Regions from separate parts of the Mus musculus genome. Here region 2 is linked to region 1. Evidence: chromatin contacts called from public HiChIP or PLAC-seq data. All regions are on one chromosome and are shown on one strand. Each heading gives the region's core, a stretch centred on a gene start, on an enhancer-like site or on the middle of the called end of the contact. The rest is flanking DNA. Distances are from core to core; before and after follow the strand shown.

The links. HiChIP or PLAC-seq counts read pairs in DNA pulled down with a chosen protein or histone mark.
Region 2: a contact with region 1 is called in an H3K27ac HiChIP or PLAC-seq map of embryonic stem cells, with 5 times the contacts expected there. The contact joins the enhancer-like site here to the promoter of Akap6 in region 1. A contact is called at or near these places in 7 of 39 promoter capture datasets (embryonic stem cells, hippocampal neurons, liver and 2 more) and 1 of 115 datasets of contacts at active chromatin or transcription factors (embryonic stem cells).

The regions. Positions count from the first base shown.
Region 1 is chr12:52,696,174-52,703,761 of GRCm38.p6, reverse strand. Akap6 (A kinase (PRKA) anchor protein 6) reads right to left here and starts at 4,379. Exons shown (of 14, transcript NM_198111.2): 1 at 4,320-4,379.
Region 2 is chr12:54,043,507-54,051,094 of GRCm38.p6, reverse strand. It overlaps Npas3 (neuronal PAS domain protein 3), which reads right to left. Exons shown (of 12, transcript NM_001370962.1): 8 at 6,370-6,563; 9 at 2,223-2,329. Among named protein-coding and RNA genes, the nearest start is that of Gm35818, 95 kb to the left of the region's middle. Within about 2 kb of position 4,079, at least 2 of the 459 cell types and tissues checked have an H3K27ac peak or open chromatin away from gene starts, as enhancers often do. A contact at or near this core is called in embryonic stem cells, where this site is marked.

The sequences.
Region 1 (7,588 bases), core at 3,130-5,629:
CTGCCCCTCAATCTCATGCCACAACTTTCCGGTCAAGAGAGAGTACTAACGCAAGCAAGAACTAGAAATGCCCCTGTAAACACATAACTTTAAATAACTTAGTTAAGAGGCTTATTTTGAAGACTTCTCACTTGAATTGATATTTCACAGCACGCTAGTGAACATGTTTAAGGTTGGAGCCTTGTGCGCATGCCCCTCCACCAGCCGACTAACTTCCCAGAATGCTCTCTACCTAGAGGGCGCTCCAGGAAGGGAGTTTATCAAGGTGAGAAATATGACAGTAATTTTTTTTATATCTCTCCTTAGTTGTCTTATACATTTTTTTATTTTTACAAGCCAGTTTTTTTTCAAATGAGACAGAAATATACTTTCTGAATTATTGCAATTATATTTCTCAGAATAGCTTATACCAATAAGACATTAAGGGCAATATTGACCTTTTTAACACCTGGCAAGATTCTCATCCATTCCAAGGAGAAAAAAAAATGGCTCTTATTCAATGTAGTGTGTTCAACCCCATATATAAACTGTGCATAGACAGCTATATGGGTATAGTGCTTTCTATATTATCACATGGAATTCAAATAAACAGAAGCAGTTTTTTAGTATTCAGGTGAAAAGAATCACCCTACCAATTGTACCAGTTTATTTTCATCTTCCCTCTACAATTCACTGTGTGCGTGGATGCTCCACTGTTTTCTTAGCAAACTCTCAATCCTGTACCTCACGCAGAAACAAACTTAGGCCTTCTTGGAGCAGTCTACGTCAATGACTAACTTCTTCTCAGAACCTAGAAAAGGCTAATGCACCCAGTGGAGTAATATTTCTAAGTATTCGCCACACCAGAATCAATATCAGTGTGCTGTCAGTGTGTGCATTAGCCTATATTAAACAAAGAAGAGCCCCTAGAGCCCTGTAATGACACTGGGAGTGGATAGCTGGGGATGGACGAGACGAAGCAGAGATGACTGTATTGGCTCTCCACAGGCACAAGGCTTCCGGGATGTTGCACAAGGTTGTGATTCTTATATTAGATCACACAGCACTCGGTTTCAGGCACTGATATATCCAGTCAAATAAACCCTCTTTTGATTTTTTTGACTCGAGAGATGGATTCATATTAGACCCTCTAGCCTGTGAGGGAGATTTCCGCTTTTATATGACGGGTGTTGCCACCAAACGCAAACATATTAAGGTTAGCAGAACACTACAGATATCGCTGATAAGACAGGAACAACAGACTTGAGTCACTAGTGACTCAGATAAGACTCACTGTAGGAGACCTGTCACGGCCATGCTCACTCTTGAAGTAGTTCAAATGTTCAGCTAAACAGGGGTCCCCGCAAAGGGCTGAGCCTCAACTCTGCATTACTTCAACAGCTGTGGTCAGAGTAACTATTCACGTCTGGCCAGGAGTCGTGTTCATCTTTACAGTAAAAAATGATCAGACTACAGTTGAGAGTGCATTCTACCTGTGAAATCTGACTTTCGGATTAGAATCAGGAAGGGTGGGGTCCTGCAATTGAGTGGGGATGAGTAAAAGAAGGCATCATAACACTGGGGTAGCTGTGGAAAGCTCGCAGGCTTCACAGCCAGGCTGCACTGGTTTGGAATCAGCCCAGTAACGTATAAAACATGTGACTTTAACCAGGTGACTAAACTAGGAATTGGTTCTGTAAAATATGAGTACCAGTGCCCAATCTCCTGAAGTGAGATTGGTACTTTCTATCTCCTGACTCCTCTTGAGAGCTAAACAAGCTGACGCACAAAGCCTGGCTCAGTAAAACTGATAAATAATGAACTGAATAAATAGTAGCTATTAGTTGTTATTGTAATTATCTGTATTAGTCCCACTATAGCCTAGCTATCTAGAAAGATTTAAATCATTATACCTTTGTAAGTCAGTAACAAAACCATAACCAAAAGTATAGGTTAACAGTTTGTGAGACTTACACAGTCTAAACTTGGCCACATGGGCAACACAGTTTTGATAATATTCCAGTCATTATGTACAGCAAAATACTTGAAATTCTAGAAAATTTTCACTGAGGCACCAATAAATCCAGCCACAGAACAAACTCTCTCCCTCCCCCATACACACACACACACACACACACACACACACACACACACACACCACACACCCTTGGGGATATATTAAAACTACCGCAACTGAAATAGCCTTAGCTAGTAATTAAGGCACAGCTAATCAGAGTGCAGAGTGCAGCACAGGCTGTGGTCCTCCAAGAAACAGAACCCTGGGTGACAGCTCTTGCTATCAGGGCTTTGTTCTCCTGGAGCAAAAAAAGCACAAAAGCATAAAGTTGAGGAACTGTGGCTGCATGTTGTGGGGGTTGGGAGGATGACAGGTTTGCCTGCGCTGGGCGGATGTTCCGCTAGCGTGGCAGTCCACACCCGCCAGTGCCCTTCTCCACCCTCAAAGCATGACTTCACTTTTCTAACACTGCCCTTAAGGAATCTGGCCTCCGTGACTTCCAGTAACCATACGTTTCACCCAGGAGGAAGCAGCGGAGAGCACTGTTAGACAAAAGGGGGGAGAATTAAACCAGGAGAAAACCCACTAAACCGCTGCCTTCTGTTTCACTCCTAGCAATTTGTGTCACTGAACAAGTCTTTTCATGTCGCTTCTCGGGAGCAGTACTTCAAGGGGTTCTAACTACTTTCCCTTCCCCCATTAAGGCCTTTCTCCTCCCTTTTACCTGAGAGCTTCTGACTTGGCTGCGTTCACACCCAACGGTCCCAGCAGAGCTCTCTGTTCATACTATGCGTCACACACACAAAAAGCAGGCAGTGAGCATCCATACTACTAATTGCTCGTGGGAAGGCCAGGCCGAATTGACCTCTTCCATCCCATATAGCTGCACGCGAGCAATATAAGCTTAAAAGACTGGGAGTAGCATGTGTGTGGTGTGGGGTAAACAAACTAATTAAACCCCGAGCTGTACCACTCCGCCTAGTGCCTGTGCCTAATGGGACCGCTGTGCCCAACTCCATAGGAGAGAAAAATCAACGCAAGCTGGCTGGAGATGTTGCTTTTCCGGCTTCCTCTGAAATATCTGTTTTAGGCTCCATCTAAACTGTTTAGGCTCCAGCAATCTTAACTAATTACAAGCAACTCAGGGGGTGCTATTCTTTCCAGTAAGACTGTATAAATAAAAACTATCAGCTCGACTGCACTGAAACACAGGACCACTCCCTGACTGTAAGCCGGCAGATTGAACAACTGAACGGGCATGTGCTTTCTCTCCCCCAGTAGCAATCAGTTGCACCAAGGAAATTCATTTCATTTCCCAAAACAAAAGGCAATGATACCCTGTTCCATACTGACCTGTTAGACTGGTTTTTAGCAAATAAAATAGTAACGATTCTTAAAAGCAAGCCCTGGATTAAACGTAAACATCGTATGTTTATCTGGAGCTTTGGAATTGAGTTGAGGTTCCGGGTCCAGAGATTTGCATTCCTAACAAGCATCAAGGCCCCTGACATTTATCCATCACACTGGGTTGGGGCTAGAGTTAAGCATGAGCCCGCGGGCGGGCGGGCGGCAGCGCCACTGGCCTTTCCAGAGTCTCTCTCCCGGGTTATCCTTGACTGTAACTGCCGCAGAGGGGAGACTTGCTCCTCTCTCAGTTACAAACCAGCCTGGAAGCAACTCCAGCTTCAGCCTCTTAACTATGGAGGACATGAATTGAAGAGATTCCACACAAATCAAAAGGCATAGATAATTTCATCTGGTTTCAGTCTTAATGTTTTTAACAAATTATTTCTTGAACATGCAAGAGAATCCCCTTTCACATACACATAAGGTTATGTCAAATGCTTATTCAGCACTCATTCCTTGCCATGAAGAATCTGAAACCCAATGGAGGTAAATACTGAATTCCGTTCTGCAAGTCACTAAATATTTCATAAATCACAGAAGCAAATGGGACCAATTAGCCCTGCCTCATAAAAAAAGAAACATATCTTTACAATGTTAAAATACAATGAACTACACATTTCAGAGCTTATTTAGGCTTTTGCAATAGAAAATTTTCTGTGCTTTTTTTTTTTAATTCATGAGAATACTAAAAATAACAGGCGGAGACGGAGCAAGAAATCTTTGCATTTTGATTTTTATGCGACTCTCACAGGCCTTTGTCTTAACACAGCAGCCTGAAAACAGAATTAGGCAAAACAACCCTTCTTTCTCCAGTCCATTTTAAGCAGACAACATCCCCCCATCCCTGCCTTAGTAGACGCCACAGACTAACCAACAAAACAGCGTCGCAATTAAGGCCCAAACGTTTAACACTCACCATCTCCTGCTCCCAACGTCGCCTTTTGATGTTTACAGCACATCTGTAGGATGCAATACTAGGAGATGCCTTGTTTGACCTGCTGCATGATGCTGTGACATCAGTTCAGATGATGCAGCTCATTATGGGAAAGGCTGCTGTTGCTATGGCAACTGGGATGTGCTAGGAATCCTTGCTGCATTTCCAGTGGAGCCTGAGACAATACAAAAGCCCTGTAAGAAGCAGACAATATGCAAAATGCAGTCCAAAGAAACAGGGCTCCTCATTGGACTAAAATCTGTAAGTTTAAAAGGGGATTTCTTAGAATAATTTTAGAAAACAAAATAAAAATTACCTCTTCGTTTGCTGCTCTACATTGAGAGAATAAAGGTGCAAGTGGAATGTCGATTCAGTACTCAGAAAATACAAACTCGTATTCATGGTTCCCTATCAGGCAATTTGATCGCTCTTCTCCCTGGCTAGTAACGATACCTCTTTAAAAGTTATTAAAAAGAGGTTTAGTTCATCTGACAAAGAGAAAAAGAACAAAGCATGGATTTTGAAACAATTTAAAATGTAATAAACAGCTGACCAAGTGAGTCTAATTCTAAAGTGCACAGACTAATAATCGTCAGAACATGGGCAAAGCCTCCGCCAGCTAGGTCTGCCCTGAGGGTGTTCTCGGGTAGACACCACCCCACAGAGCCTGCTGCTGGAGAACTCGCTACCACTTAACCTTCAGGAGCAGTGAAAAGAGGTTGGATCCTAGAGACCCTTCCCCTATCTGACAGAGAACTCTTCCTACACATGGCCAAAAGGCAAGTATCTTCTGGGGTTAAAATCTGGAACAAGTGGAAGACCTGTAGAAGTTTCTTGTGACTGCCACTCACAACCCTTGGGGTTTGTTTTGTTCTTTTTGAGGCTGTAAGACTGCCTACCAAGGAGGCTATTACTCTCTCCCCTCCCCCACTGGACCTCTGACAGGCACATTAAAACAAGACTCCAGGAGGATTTCTCCAGTTAGTGAAAGGAAAGGAAATCCAAAGAAATCAGTCCTTTCTTTCCAGTGTGAAGCATAAACAAGCATCATGTTGTGACCCTGAGGAGAGCTAACCGTGGACCAGCTACCCATCTCACTCATCTAAGGCTTGCAGGCCACTGACAGAGAAAGGCACAGCCAAGCTGACCTACATCCATTCTGTCTCTACAGCTCTGAGAAAGCACAAAATTCCGAAACCTAATACAGAATGAGACAATTATATTGTCCAATCATCTCTTAATTGTCCCATACTTCTCTTAATCAGCAGCACAGGGGGTGGTGGGGTTGGAGGGGAGGCTCTGAAGGAACTCAGGCAGCCTCCTGTAAAGAAAAACTGATAAAATCAGAAGAGGTGCCACTATCCAGCCTTCCACAGAGCAGCCCTGCCTTGGATGTGAAGTCATGATTGCTCTTGCTTTTCCTAATAAGGAACAAGGAAGGGAAGAACAAGAGTAAAACCTGTGTATACACTCAGCAGCACAACAGAGCTTGACTCCCTTATCTTAGACCACATGGTACTCACACATTGAGAGGTCAGCATGGAACCACTGCAAAGCCCAGAGCACCGACCTGGGGCTCAGGAAATCTACCAGTGATGGTATTTCCTCCGAGAGCTCCTTCTGTGTATTCAGGGTTAGTAGCCTCTCTGGGGCTCAGGGGTTTCGTCTGAGGGAGGATAGACTTAGATAATAATCATGGTTTGCTAATAATATTTAAATTTTTTTTTCCTTTATGTTACAGAGCAAAGCTGGGCTTCCTTCACTGGGGCAGGGGTGAAGAGGCCCAGAGTCAAGACTGTTGGACCCTTCTTGGCATAATTATTAACCCTGCCTGCTATAGAGTACTGCTGGCCTCCCTGAAAAACTCTTAGGCCTCCAGAAATAAATAGGGTGAAAGCCATAGAGCTAGAACAAGATTAGCCTTTGCAGAGAAGGTTCCATAAAGAGAAGAGGGCAGGCCAACAGGACAGACAGATAAAAGAGAATGTCATTTTACCCAGTCATAAGGAGAATGAAATTATGTCATTTGCAGGGAAAGTGGGAAGAACTTACAGATCATGACATTTAGCAAAATAAGTCAGCCTAAGACAGACAAATCCACATTTTCTCTCAATCACACCTGAACACAGTTTCTCAGAATGAGAAAATGTCCATAGTTTCCCTTTCCAGATTCTAGGCATGGTGAGAAAGATCAGACATCTCAGGAAATCTGACATCAAGTCAGATTTTTGACATTCTAGGCTAGCTAAACTACATCTGGATCCATAGGCAGCAGGAAGAGACAGACACTGGGACTGGCTTGGGCTTTTGAAACCTCAAAGCCCACCCTCAGTGACACACTTCCTCCCAAAAGGCCACATCTCCTAATCCTTGTCAAGCAGTGCCACTCCCTGATGACCAGGCATTCAAACATAGGAGCCTATGGGGGCCACTCTTATCAGACCACCACAAATGGCCTGTTGGAAAACAGAAGTGCCAGCATTTAGGAATGTCACTGTTAACACACTTGTGCCATTAGCACTCAATTCTAAGCTCTAGGATCAAATGTTTGGGAAACAGCCAAGGTCACCCAGTGACTGAAGAAGGCCAAGCAGACAACACCCACTGCAGAGGAGATCAAGGAAGGCTAAAGGGCAGGGGATCGTTTCAGAGGCCACACTACAGCTTTGGGCAACAAGGTACAGATACGTCACTTCTTGAGAACAGAACTATGGTCAGAGGAGGGAAGTGAAGCAAGACCCTCACACTGAAAAATTAGAGAGAAGGAAGGCCTGAAAAATAACTTGTGAGAAATCACTTTTTTCAGCGTATTGATGACTTTATTTCTTTTTCATGTGCATAGGTGCTTTGCCTACATGTATATGTGTGCACCATGTGTCTGGTGCCCACAGATACCAGAAGAGGGCATTAGATCCCCTGAAACTGTAATAACAGACAGTGGTGAGCTGGGTGCTAAGAATGGAACCTGTGTCCTCTGGAAGAGCAGTCCATGCTTTTAACTGCTGAGACAGCTCTCCAGCACACGATATCATTTTAAGTGGAATTAAAACAGCTGGATAAGTGTCTCTAACTCTGAAATGTATTGAAAAAAAAAAAGAAAAAACAAGTGGAGACCACATGACACAGCAGGTATTGTCTTTCTGCTCCTTTCAGAGATGACTTTTCACTCTCAAGAAATGAGAGTGACTATGGGTAAAACCATTTGTGAACAGACAGGACGACATGATTTTGGATTCCCTGGCATTCACCTA
Region 2 (7,588 bases), core at 2,830-5,329, 1.3 Mb before region 1:
CCTCCCCCTACAGTTTGACTAATTGTGCGCTACTTGACATTGTGTGAGGTTACTCCACAGCATGATAGCTAAACATGTGAAGTATATTTTGCTTTACAGAATTGTAAGGCCATTCTGTTTGTTTTTTATGTGTTTAAGGTTATTAAAAGAACTCAAAACGAGAAGGCATGTATATGTGTTAACAGTATGAACTCAATCATTGTTAGCAGGCTAAGTCATAAAGCAATAGCCAGTATGTCAATGTCAGGTAATGAAAAAAAAAAAATCACAGAATTTGAAAGCATACTGTCTCTGTTTATCATCGGCCAAGATAGCAGAAGAATTCGGAGAACCTCATGATGGTAGATGGTAGTGTAGTTTGTTTTCTAGCACTTATAAATTATTCTGGCTTCTGAAAATAAGACAAGAGTGGCTGGGACAAAAATGACATCAAGCACATGTATTGGGGATGATTGCCCCTTGGGAAGAAGTGAGCTGCCTGGCCTCAAACTCCTCTGGAATTGTGTTTCTTCAAGTTGTATATCAACATGGTGTTTTCCAAATAAGGCTCAAGGATGACAAAGTTCTTTTACAACCAGCACCAGGTTTCTGAATTTAGACCTCAATTAAGGCTCCCAAATGAGAAATCACTCCCTGCTCCGGCCCCCACCCCATCTCCTCATCCCGTCTCTCCTCTTCCTTGCCAACATGGAGGTAGGGGTAGGGTAGTGTCTTGAAAACAATATATTCATTTAAAAAATCTATACCTCTGGACTGTGGCATTCCAGAAATATATCCACTGGTCTCTTCAGAGATCTGTATTTTTTTTTTTTTTTACATTTTTTTTCCCCTGAATTCCCAGCAACAAAGAACCTGATGCTTCTGTTCAGGAAACAACATCATTTTCCTCCCCAATTAATTGAAGAGCCATCTGCTTCTGTGATACATAACACCCATTCATTCTTAGCAACAAGTGTGCTCCCCGACTCCCTGGGGAGTGATACCAAGGCACGTGCCTAGCGTTGGGAGTAGATTGCACTAGAGAGCATCCTGTGTTCAGGCTGTGCCCAGAGACACAGATGTACAGAATCTGACATTGAATTTGATTCCATATCAGTGCTGCTAATGTAGAGTTAAAAACATCATAACATAGTGCTGATCACAGAGACACTTGGGCTAGCTCCGTCTCCATCAGACTTGGAAGAGTTGAGACTGAAGAACTCATTGCACAGGACTAGATATCTGGGGTGGAGCTCTTCTCAGCTGAAACAAGAAGGGGCAAAAACTACCAGTCTGGTCTATGGGACATAAAGCCCTCACCTCGAACTGGACTATTTTCACTGGTAGCACCATGCCTGCACTGAAAGTCGGGCTTCTGAACTATGTAGAACCTTTGGAGAATGTAGCTGGTAGGGCTCCTCTTTCAGGAAGTCTCTAGGATGGCCATATGCTTGGAAGAGGGAACTTCCACCAGTCCACAGCTTCCTGGACCTTTTTATTGTGCAGAAGCAGGCTGGTGGACTCTGAGAGAAACTTGCTTGCCGAGTCTGTATGTGAGTTGTTGCTTAGACTTAACCAGAGTGTGGCTGCTCCTCCTGACTGCCATTCTACAGAAGATCTTGGTCCAGTCTGAGGCCAGGATTCCAGAGCAGGACTCAGAATGAAGACCAACCTCTTCTTTCTAGAGCCTGGAAGCTGGAGGCTCCTCTGTAGGGGCTTCCCTAGGAAGAGACTGCTGTCATCAGGTGATGATCACGTAGGTGCCCTGCCTCTGCCTTCCAGGGCTTTGCCCTAACCTAGTTTTTGTGGCTAGGCAAGCAGGCATTTTTTTTTTTTTTTTTTTTTTTTTTTAATGAGGCTCTGGCCTATTTGAACTTGTGTTCTCTATAGTTTGGAACTGAAACCACAAATTTCAAAGTGGAAATTGATGTCTAGGAAATGAAAGGGACAAGGAAGAATTTAAGACAGGTGATCTCTCTGTCTACTTGCTGTGAGTGAAAGCAACCACACAGTTCTACAAGGGTGCCTGGAGATCCCACAATGCCTCTGGGCCCAATGTTCAGCTTTCAATATAATACTAAATATCAGCTGAAATTATTTAATCTCACTTTCTCTCACTGGATGACAGTTGTTTCAGATATAGGCAAGAGACATGAAGGGGCAAGTCACCACTGAGTCCCATGAAGTCAGAGACAGGCCGACAAATGACACTGCCCAGGCTACTTCCCTAGAAGGGTACTTACAGTCCAGGTGACTGTGCCTGATGCCTTCTACATCTTCGGCATGGATGAAGTGGTAGCATCTTTTCCCTACGATGTCTACAGGGGTCAGATCCATGTAATCACTAATCCTACAAAGAGAACAACAGAGACTGGAACTCAGAGAGGAGGAGACTAGAGAGGGTGTGAAATACTGCATGAAGCTGATCTCGAAACATCTCCCTCGTGCCAAGTACCTGCGAGGATACAGCACTTTGAGCAAGTGCTGTCAGGAGAGAAGGTTATTTCTGTGGTGTATAACAACATTTTTATTAAATTTTGGATATGTTGCTAGATCAAGCAATTGTATTTAAGTAATTAGGTAGGTTTTTTCCTTGGCATCCGAATGCACATTTGGACAACGTAATTCCATGAAATTATTGAGGGACTGTAACAATGCAAGATATTCATTACAGGACAAGATAATTCAAGGTTACATAATAAAATAAAAACATGTTACGTTTATACCAAGTGATTAGAGACACCTTTCATTTAAGCAGATTGGTCTTCTGTTGGGTATTTCCATGAAAAAGGGATTCAGCTGCTGCTTGGCACGAAGTCCAAATTGGCATTTCAAGGGATATAATTTAAATGCTGAGACATACAGATGCCTAGGGTATTATCGTTTTTAGTCTCAGTCATTTGGGAGCTCAGCTTTCACTCCTGGCTCTTTTAACTGGGACTTTGTGGTAGATTCTACACTGAAAGTTTAAAACCATTTCAGCAGCTCTTCTGGGCCTGTGCTTGACAGTATGTGTGTACCAGTGCCCATAGTTAATTAAATTGTCCAGCATCCTCAGGTAGGACACAGAAATCCAGACCCAAACTATAGAACATGTGGGGAAATCTGCCTTGTTTATATAGGCATGTATAAAATGCTAATTGCTTTCTACAGCAATCATTTTGGTTGGTTAAAAAAAAAAGATTTTGTTTAACTTATTTTACTGTCCCTTTAGAAATTACTTCTGACACAGGATCTATTCAGATGTGAAACACATATTTGGAAATGTTATCTTTAAAAGACATGGGATTAGTGTTGGAGAACTGTGTCTGATTCACAAGGCAGGGAGCTAATAAGGTCTGGTAACACAAAAACATCATGGAGTTAGCTGGGCGTGGTGACACATGCTTGTCACCCCAGCACCTGGGAGGCAGAGGTTCCAAGATAGCCACAGCCACATAGTGAGACACTGTCTCAGAAAACAAAAACAACAAAAACAAATAAACAAGCACTATAAATAAATGTAAGAGTATAATTAAAATATACTCCTCAATGGGGTAAGTGGATTTCTCAATGTTTAGTGATTGAAATAATCATTTTGACCAAACTAGAATTATTAGTGAGAGAAGATTTCTTAGGAAAATGAAAATGAATTCTTGGAGCATTTGTGGTACAAAACAGATTGGTGGTTCTGTTTACTAGCTTGTTTTCCCAAGTATACATAAACAGCCACTTTCTAAAAAAAAAAAAGTTAGATGTCATTAAAAGACCCTCTTTGGTGTCTGTGAAGTCTGCCAGCTCCTGAAAGCATTAGATGTTAGCGTTGCCCTGGGCCATCCTGCAGACTGCAGAAGAATCGCCAAGGAGCAAGCTTAGTTTCTAGTTAACAATTCCCTAATTAAATAAGAAACCACAGGAAAAAGCCTCGTTCTTTGGGGAAGGCGTTCTCTTTTATTTGAATGAACACCTTCAAAAAAGAAAAAAAAAATTCGGGATCAAGCCCTTTCAGAGAACCATACATAGCCTGCTGTGGGGAATTCGACCAGCTTCAGCAGTAAAGAATAGACCAGTAAGAGCTAGGAGTGGCAGGCCAGAAGAGTAGCTATCCTTCCTGTTTCTCAGCTCCCTCACCTGTAAATCACCTCAGGCTATGGTGAGGAGGGTCATGGGTGGAGTGACATTAGCACTGTCCCCAGCTTGGCGCATGGCAGCTTTTCTGTAACCCAAACATGCCATTGCCCTTAGTAAAGGACATTTCCAGATTGCTGTCTTCATTTGGGAGAGAATGATGCATTGTATCAGCGGATGGGGTATTTTGGGGGGTAGGGTGGGGGAAGAAAAAAGCTAAGAGCAGGTCACAGACAAGAATCTCAATTGCTAGAATGGGACATTGAAAGCTTGCTAAAAAAAAAAAAAATTAGTCACTTGATCACAACAAACAGTGGTGGCGCATGCCTTTAATCTGAGCACTTGGGAGGCAGAGGCAGGCAGATTTCTGAGTTTGAGGCTAGCCTGGTCTATAGAGTGAGTTCCAGGACAGCCAGGGCTACACAGAGAAACCCTGTCTCAAAAAAAAACACAAAAAACAAAAAACAAAACAAAACAACAACAACAAAAAAACAACAACAACAACCCAAGAAAAAAGAAAAGAAAAAAAAAAAAAAGAAAAGAAAATCTGTGGCATTGGATAGGACAACCATTGGAAATTTGGCATTGGTTTTTGGAAGGTGTGGTGATGGTGGAGCTGAGCCCAGCCTGAGGTGTGATCTATTCTGGAATTGCTCTCCTTTCTGTCCCTCCATTGGTTTCCTTCTCTGTCCTGCAGCCTACTTAGAGACTAAATGGCTTTGTAAATGCTAATTGTGTTCTTCCATTGTGTGTATATATGGAAAGTTCCTCAGGGAGGTTATTCTGACTGGTTTCTTGCCATTCACCATGGCCACTAAAGAAAAATCAAAGGCTGGGAGACGGCACAGGCTATTGCTAAGTCAGGGGCTGCGACTCTTTAATTCAAACTTGCCCAGGCTGACAGGAGCAGGAGCAAGCTCTTACCTATGGAGCAGGCTGACCTGAGACTGTAGGGTGATGACTAGATACACTTGGCCAAAGTCAGAGGCCACTCCTGCCCATCCTTCTGGCTGACTTGTCTTTCCTGGTCTCCTGTGTCCTCTCCAGAACACCACTGACACACCCAAGTGTATGGTCATGGTGATGAAGACTTTATAAATGTCAACAAAACTTGAGCAGATTTAGGCATAATTACTGCATAATAAAGACAGGTACATGATGCTGTCTGCACTCCTGAGCATCGGAGGTCAGATAAATTCTTTCTTCCCATTTAGTCCCTGGCTGGAAATAGGAGACCAATCCCAAAGCAATCTCAGCTTTAGTAGCAGTTCCCAGTAGACTGGGTGGACGCAGGCGCTTTTGGCCTTCCTCTTGGCTAGGATCTGCAGAGGTTAATTACCCAGGCCACTTGACCATTCTGCTCTCTGGTTTCCTGTGTGAAGGCGTTCACAGGGCTCAGGGGACATATATTGCCTTCAAACCTGACAACAATCTATGGCCAGAAAGCATCCTCCCTCAACTGTCTCAGTAATGCTCCTGGCAGCACCAGGAGATGGACAGTTTTGCAGCCCCTCCTCCCCTCACTCTGCATCCTGATTCCCTCTTCACATCAGTCAGATGGGCTGGTGACTTCCAGGTGAAAGGTCTGTAAGGTGCACCATCTTCGATCTCTGTCCCTTGCTTTGTGCTTAATGGAAAAAGTGAACTTTCAAACCATAGACTAAAATGTCCCTTTTGTAAAAGCTCAGTCTTGGAAACGAACTGCCAACCCATTTCTAGGATGAGTCACCTTTTTTTTTTTTTTTTTTTTTTAATTTATAAAAGAAAACTCCTCGGGATGACAAAGCTTTACTTAATAGTGTTGCAAATTCCTTTTGCAGCAGCGGATTTCCTCTGGGGGCCTCAGATTCTCATTTGTCCTGTGCTAAGTGTCTGCGAGGACACTGCCCAACAGGATGCCAGGCCCTTGAATTAGCGGGAAGCAGGTCACCCAGAGGCACAGGAGATGCCTTTCACTGCATCCTTTTGCCAATAATACCCCATCCCTGCTCTGTACTTGGGTCCTCAGCCAAAATGGGCTTTTTTTTTTTTTTTTTTTTTTTAATAGCGGATGGATGTCTGGGTATCCCAATTCATTCAATTGTTGTCCCAAATGTAAATCAGGGAAACAATGTACGTTTTAAATAAAAAGCATGTTTGGTGTCAGTCCAAGCAGCCATTAAAAACAAGATCAGGATTTATAATGAGCCTCACTGGGGAAGTAAAATCTTTCAGGCAGCCGAAACCAAACCTTCACCAGTGGGCAGTGCGCGCAGCGGGCAAATGAACATGAAAACAAAGTACCTATTTTCACAGTAAATGATATTGAGATCCATGTTTACTCGAGTGACGAACATATGGCAGTCAATTCTGACTTCATTGATCGTAGGGGGAGGCAAGGCGTGAGCCACAACCACCAGACCCATGATTTGGCTGGGGACGGTCCTCCCGTGGGACAGCGACACTCTGAGGCGAAGCCGGCCTGTTATGTGAATCACCTGGAAAAATAAAATCAAGTACAGGACACCAGTCAAATATACATCCCAGAACTAAAGATTATTTCTTCTGAGGGAATCTCACTGGGAACAATTGATATTAGGTTGTATCTTCTACAGTCCTAACGGCTGTCATCAAACCTTCGCCTACTCATGGAGAAGCACAGAGAACACATGCTATGACACTTTTTCAGGCAGTGTTATTATAGTGCTGTTTTTTTTTAAAGGACTCCCTCCTCTTACACATTTATAGAAAATTCATTATCAGATCCTATGAATAAGATGCTGAGCACTGAGCTAGCTGCAGCAGGAAATATTTGAATTATTAGCCTTGTTAGTAAAAGATGTCTTTCTCTCTCCGATTTTGTAGTGAGAGAGATTACATGGCCATCTGCTTTCTGGAAGTCGTGGCTCAGATATTTCCCATATTCAGACGATTCAGTCATTTTTACCAAAGTCTGAATAACAGACTCAGGGCTTCGACATGAATGGGGTCTTTTGATAACAGACATTTCTCATTGGGCAGTGCTAGGTTACCAGGGGCTCAGTGACGCTGGGCATTTTGGCCTCTGATGCTTTCCTTGAGCTCACACTCAGGTAGAGTCAGGAAGATGCACAGCATTCTTATGGCACGTCAGAGGTACCTGCCTAGGGACTCTGGGGGCAGTATTGGTCTGAATTGTTTCATTTATGAGCTGAAGTATACATAATACCCAGGATCATCAGAGGAGAAGCACAGGTTCAGCTTCTAGAAGTGATACACTAGAGAAACAAAACCATAAATGGGTGAAAACCATGATGGGTTTCTATGGCTGTGCTCTGAGAAGACAGGAATGGGGTGTATCTGTCAGGGCTTGGAAAGTGTTCATGTATGTACATACGTGTGCATGTGTGTGCGTGTGTGTGTGCGTGTGAACTCTTGCTGCATTCTGAGGCCCCTGTTGTTCTGGGTGGATCGCAACAACAAGGCCCAACAGGAGACCCCTGTGGTTCGGTCTACAAGAAGCCCAGTTCAGTGGTTGAGTTTC